2 separate regions of the Mus musculus genome follow, and region 1 is linked to region 2. Evidence: chromatin contacts called from public promoter capture Hi-C data. All regions are on one chromosome and are shown on one strand. The core of a region is the stretch at or near the end of the contact, and the rest is flanking DNA. Distances in the headings are between cores, read along the strand shown. Region 1 overlaps Srrm1 (serine/arginine repetitive matrix 1). Region 2 overlaps Clic4 (chloride intracellular channel 4 (mitochondrial)).

What was found. Capture Hi-C pulls out chosen DNA fragments and counts their contacts.
Region 1: a promoter capture Hi-C map of liver shows a contact between it and region 2. The contact joins two enhancer-like sites. A contact is called at or near these places in 2 of 39 promoter capture datasets (the C10 cell line and embryonic stem cells), 1 of 15 datasets of contacts at CTCF or cohesin (the NIH/3T3 cell line), 100 of 484 Hi-C or Micro-C datasets (2-cell-like embryonic stem cells, the 3T3-L1 cell line, 3T3-L1-derived adipocytes and 66 more), 17 of 115 datasets of contacts at active chromatin or transcription factors (the 230-238 cell line, CD4 single positive thymocytes, CD8 T cells and 12 more) and 3 of 9 other capture datasets (adipose tissue, liver and pancreatic islet).

What each region holds. Positions count from the first base shown.
Region 1 is chr4:135,334,285-135,337,284 of GRCm38.p6, forward strand. All of the region lies in intron 9 of Srrm1 (serine/arginine repetitive matrix 1), which reads right to left. Among named protein-coding and RNA genes, the nearest start is that of Srrm1, 17 kb to the right of the region's middle. Within about 2 kb of position 1,252, at least 21 of the 459 cell types and tissues checked have an H3K27ac peak or open chromatin away from gene starts, as enhancers often do. A contact at or near this core is called in alveolar type 2 cells and liver, where this site is marked.
Region 2 is chr4:135,219,929-135,222,644 of GRCm38.p6, forward strand. The region is part of intron 4 of Clic4 (chloride intracellular channel 4 (mitochondrial)); the gene reads right to left. Among named protein-coding and RNA genes, the nearest start is that of Clic4, 51 kb to the right of the region's middle. Within about 2 kb of position 1,328, at least 17 of the 459 cell types and tissues checked have an H3K27ac peak or open chromatin away from gene starts, as enhancers often do. A contact at or near this core is called in alveolar type 2 cells and liver, where this site is marked.

The DNA of each region.
Region 1 (3,000 bases), core at 2-2,501, 110 kb after region 2:
CTTTGATAAACTATTTGATTAGAAAACAGTTATTATTATTTCATACTATAAATTCTATCATAGACTACCACGATGATCCCCAAGAACTGGATCTAGCACTGAGGAACCTACTGCATAACCTCACAGCAAGCCCTGCATCCCTGAGCTCATTCTTGCAGTTAATGACTCCATCTGCTGAAGTTACCTGGACAAACTACTGAACTGGGCAGAGAATGCCTAACACCTGAAGTCCCAGAGATCATAAAGTAAGGGGCTGGAGTGACTCAGTGGTCACGAGCACTGCTGCTCTGACAGAGGATTTAATTTGGTTTGCAGCACCTGCCTGAGGAGCTCATAGAGCCACCTGCAACTTCAGCTCGAGGTGAGTCCTCTTCTGGCCTATACACACCTGCACAGCGTGTATATGCCTACCACTGAACACAAGTCATTTTAAAAATCCCAACACAAAGCCGGGCGTGGTGGCGTACGCCTTTAATCCCAGCACTGGGGAAGCAGAGGTAGGCGGATTTCTGAGTTCAAGGCCAGCCTGGTCTACAAAGTGAGTTCCAGGACAGCCAGGGCTACACAGAGACACCCTGTCTCGAAAAACCAAAAAAAAACCAAAAAAAAAAATCCCAACACATAGGAGGCTAAAACAGGACTGCCTGTCTCGATTACATAAAAAGACTTTTATAGAACTAAAATCAAAACCAAACAAACAAAAGGCTCACGTGCACACACACAATCTAAGAGGCCCAAAGTGGCTTGATTTTAAGAAGAAAATGAAGTGGTTATCCCTACAAGATAATTGGTGTATATCTACAGAATAAATAAAATAACTAAACTACAACATCGCTTTTATTTATCTTGAGAGAAGATCTGGCCTCAAACTGGCTATGTAATACTGGAATTAAGAACTACACCCTTGCCAGGCGTGGTGGCACAGGCCTTTAATCCCAGCACTTGGGAGGCAGAGGCAGGCGGATTTCTGAGTTCGAGGCCAGCCTGGTCTACAGAGTGAGTTCCAGGACAGCCAGGGCTACACAGAGAAACCCTGTCTCAAAAAAAAAAAAAAAAAGAACTACACCCTTAGCTGGGCAGTGGTGGAGCACAACTTTATAATCCCAGGACTTAGGATGCAGAGGCAGAGGGATCTCTAAAACCAGCCTAATCCACAACAGAGTCCCAACACAGCCAGGGCTACAGAGAAACTGTTCAGGGGCTAGGGGTGAGGCGTGCCATCACATGGAGCCAACATTATGTATTCTGTTAAACAGAGTGAATAAACACATGGGAGGGTCACCGTGACTTAGTGTCTCATTAAGTCTTTGACACTATTATAGCATACACTTTATCCTTCCACTCAAGAAAAAGCATTATAGTAAGTAACATCTGTTTCTTTATTTTTCTAAATGACATTTTTTCCCTTTACTTACTGTTATGTTAATAGCGTTTTTAATAATTCAAAGAACAAATTGTCCTCGTTGGAAATTCAAGAGACCAATTCTAAAACCGGAACTTTAAAGCACTTCAAGAGTCCTATTAATTATTAACCTCAGATTGCCCAAAAGATAACCTGTGAAGTTAAGTTACTATATAACCAGAAATAGGAGAATACATGATGCACCCACAGAGCACAACCCCGCTGACTTAAAAGGACAGGCTGTAGCAGGACACTCGACTCAGGACAAGTCCATGCAGCGCCCAGATCAGGAGCAATTCAAGTCCCTCCAAGGCCCCTCAGACGGGTCTGTAAACTGTACTCAATGACTGACTTCCAAATTCCCCCTCTTTTCTTTCCTTACTCTTAGATCATTAGCACATTATCAACAATAGATCCTAAGATGGCCAATTAACAACTGGTATATATAGGAAACACAACCAGGAACTCTATTACATCACAGCAGTACCACAATCCTATGTATCCAGAGACTCCAACATAGCATTTCTGATCACAGTACCTAGTAGAGAAGCCAAAGAACTTCTTCATTCCACCCTTCACCTTCCTCCCTAGTCGTCGGAGGTAGCAATTTGGCAAGTCTCACTGTGTAACTGGGAAGGGACGCTTTAAACTCTTTAACTAACTAACCTTGACTAAGTCACTCAACCAAAGAACCTGACAACTGGTAAGGTCTTTTCTAACTCTCAAATTTCAACACTAAGGTCATTTCCACATAGCTCAAACCAATCTTAAGCTTCAATGGACATAAAACAGACTATAAACTGCCCACAGTTCAACTGTCTGGCTAAAGCAGTGGTCCCCAAGTGCACAAGAATACACAACAGGTCTCTGTTCCCCACAACGGCCGTCTCTGGAATGCAGTTATCTATCTATCTTGTACACATGTGTACAAGGTGTGTGTCAGAGCAGGAGCCTGGCACCTGTGCAGATGAATAAAAAGGTAACTAAAAGTTCCAACTGTGGCCTATTCAACAGTTAACTCCTTCTGCCTAGGTAATATAATCTAAATGAAAAATGTATTTCTCTAAAATAATTGTGAGAACTCCAAAAAGCTTTCTAGCTCTAAACCCTTGTAAAGTCCACAGGGAAAGACAAGTAAGCTGGAACAGTGAGCATTAGATTAAGACACTCACTCAGGGTGAGGGACTCAGAGAGGCTGAAATGTGCTCATCTTTATACAAAGTTTATACAACGCAGGCTAAAAACGAGCTGTCTTAAACCTCACACATTTGGTTACTGAATGCACTTGAGGTTAAAATCCAATGATTTGTACTTTGCCATTTGTGGCAGGTTCTGTTCCCACCACAGCTATCCCTCAGTGTCACAGGTTTAGAACACATAGCTTGGCTAGGCCTCCTGGTGCTCCCTTGTTACCCAGGCACTTGGTCAGTCAATGGGCTCAGAGCATCACTCTCTAAAATCCTCGCACCCCAGCCTCCCCACTCACCTTTCAGGCTGCCCCTCTTTCTCCAGCCCTGCTACCAAAGACACCACAGAAATGGAACATATCCTTTTTCTTCATGTGTGCTTAGTGCTAAAGCAAACCCCAGTGAACCCGT
Region 2 (2,716 bases), core at 78-2,577:
AAGCAGTATAGTATACACAGCTGAAAATTAATTATATTAAAATTAAAAATAATACTTTTGGCCTAAGAAAATATGGAAATGAACACCTGCAGTTCGTGGAAATACAAACTGGTACAGACTTTGAAATTTTGGCAAAATGCATAAAGTAGCTAGAGATGGTGGTACGGGCTATAATCTGCATCCAGGAGAGCTGCAGCCAACAGTAAGACACCGTCTCAAAAGGACGAGGAAAGGTGCAAACCTTCCCACACCTACCTGTAACCTAGCTCAAGGGCAATACCCGATAGCATAGTCAAAGAGGCCATCTACAAGGTCCAACAACTGGGAAATGGCAAATAGAATTCCTATTAAATAAGAAGAATATATAAATAAGAATTTATAAAGCCAGAGGCAGACTTGTTTGGACATGGAATGACTTGAAGGGATGTGGGGGTGCCCAGGAGATCACTCTGTAGCCAGCCTAGTCTGGAATGCCCGGCCATTTCCTGCTCGGCCCCCAGAGTGCTGGGATCAGTGGCAGGAAGCATTTATAATGCACAATAATATGAACGTGCAAGTGCACTACACCACTCACTGTTTTATATAAAATGACTCCCAGTCACCTTGGATCTGTTATTGAATTACATACTGAAATTATATTCATTCAACTATTCCCCTGTTGTAAGTCAGGAAGGATCAGAGAAATATTTTCTGAACACAACGGGACCCTATACTCACAAACTCACGGTAGCTGGGGTCACCTGCACAAAGCATTTCTGCATGGGAATGGGGAGACTTGTGAACCCCCATCCCTGGCTGAGTCAGTTTTCTCTGCAGGTGTGGCTACTGGTAGGTCACCCATGCTCCAGTGCACAGCCCCACACCCAGGAAGATGTGAACAGAAAATTGTAAACAGTGGATTGCTAAAAACAAAACCTGAAGCTGGAAGTGTGGGGAGATGGGGTGGATCTGGTAGAGTTGGTGGGAGGAGAGGAGTGAACAGGACCAAAGTACATTGTGTGCATGTGTGACAGTCTCAAAGAACGAAAAGATCCTATCTTTTAAAAATTATCCCTGTCAACCTTAGCTTTTCCAATAAACATAACTTGCTCTGTTACTTACATGTTTGAACGGGCAGATTCAAGGCAGAAGTGTTAAATGTGTTATCAACATTCCTGTTGTTAAAATACATACACAATTGAGCGAGGGTATAGCTCAGTGTTAGAGCTCTCAGCTAGTACGTGAGAAACTCTGGGTGGATAGTTTAATTTTGAGATATGGTCTCACAGCATCACCTTAGCCGCCCTTTGCCCCAGTAGCGGTGGGATTAAAGATGCGCACCACACGCCTGGTTCACTTCTCTCTTAGTGCTTAGGTTACATAAACCTACTCCCGGCCAACTTGTACCTGTTACCAAAAGATAGACCGATCCATTTATTGATCTATCGATTGATTGATCTATCCGTCTTCTGTCACCTATCCCCTCTCCCTCTCCCTCCTCCTCTGTCTCTGTCTCTGTCTCTGTCTCTTTCTCACAGTTCCCTTTAGTTTATTCACTAAAGCCTATTGGTTTACGGTGTACTTCAATCTAAGCACTGGCCCTGACCCATGTTCAGGTGGCTAATTTGTATCTAGACACCTAAGCCCAGAGGGTCTTTAAAATATTCAGCTACATTGGATTTTATAAGCACTTACTAGGCTGGTACAGCAGACTTGTGTGCACTGTGGTTACAAGTGTTGGGAGGCGCAGCCTCACCTCACTGCCTAGGTTTACTGAAAGCATGCAACTGCTCAGCAGACAGGAAGAGAACTGTAACTAACACACACACACACACACACACACACACACACACACACACACACACGGACAAGCATTCAGCTTGAATTTGATTTAAAGGTGTTTTCGAAAGTCTTGGAGCAGTGACAGGCCCTTGTGAGAAAAGTACCTTGGCAACTAGAACTCTTTATTTACCAGCAGGTACTGAACACAAAGCCTTGCTGAACACGTCACGTGCTTGCTGAGCCCCCTCCTTACTGTGCAGCACTGTAAAGACAGTGGGCGTAAGTGGCCACTTAAAGCAGTAACAACTTGACAGATAAAAAATAGAATACAAAGTTATACTTAAGTGAGTCACTTTTCCTCCCCCAGCCTTCACCCCCAAGGCAAAGGAAAATTCATTTTACTCTCCTCTTCTCCCCTCCATGTAGTAAATGAAATCCGACCAACTCTCCAGACACTCCCTCAAACACTGCACGCAGAAATAAAAACATTATGAGCAGGAGAGCACAAAGGCTGCTCAGCTAGCAGGCCTGGGTATAAAAGCCGGCTTTGTGAACAAGGTGGCCCGGGCAAGCAGGCGGCCCAAACACTCTGGGAAGCAGGGGCTCCAACCTAACATTTGCTTAGACAGAACATTAGTCAGGAAAACGGCCAATTACTCAAGAAAATTGCTTCTAAACCAAGGCAGCCACAGAACACATTATAAAAATAGACATACACCAGGCCTGGGCACTAAAACAGTCCCTTTCTCCATCACTGAAGAAAAACATTCCAGAAACCAAGAGCAAAGACATGGAAATCCCACAGTGAATTATGAAACACTATAACCTTAAACCAGGTATTAGGAAGGAGCCATAGCTGGAGACTGAAATAACAAGGAAGTCGGTGCGCGATTCATTCTTAGGTCTATTCTGCTATTAACAGCACTGATGCCCACCCTTCCTTCGGGCTAGGCCC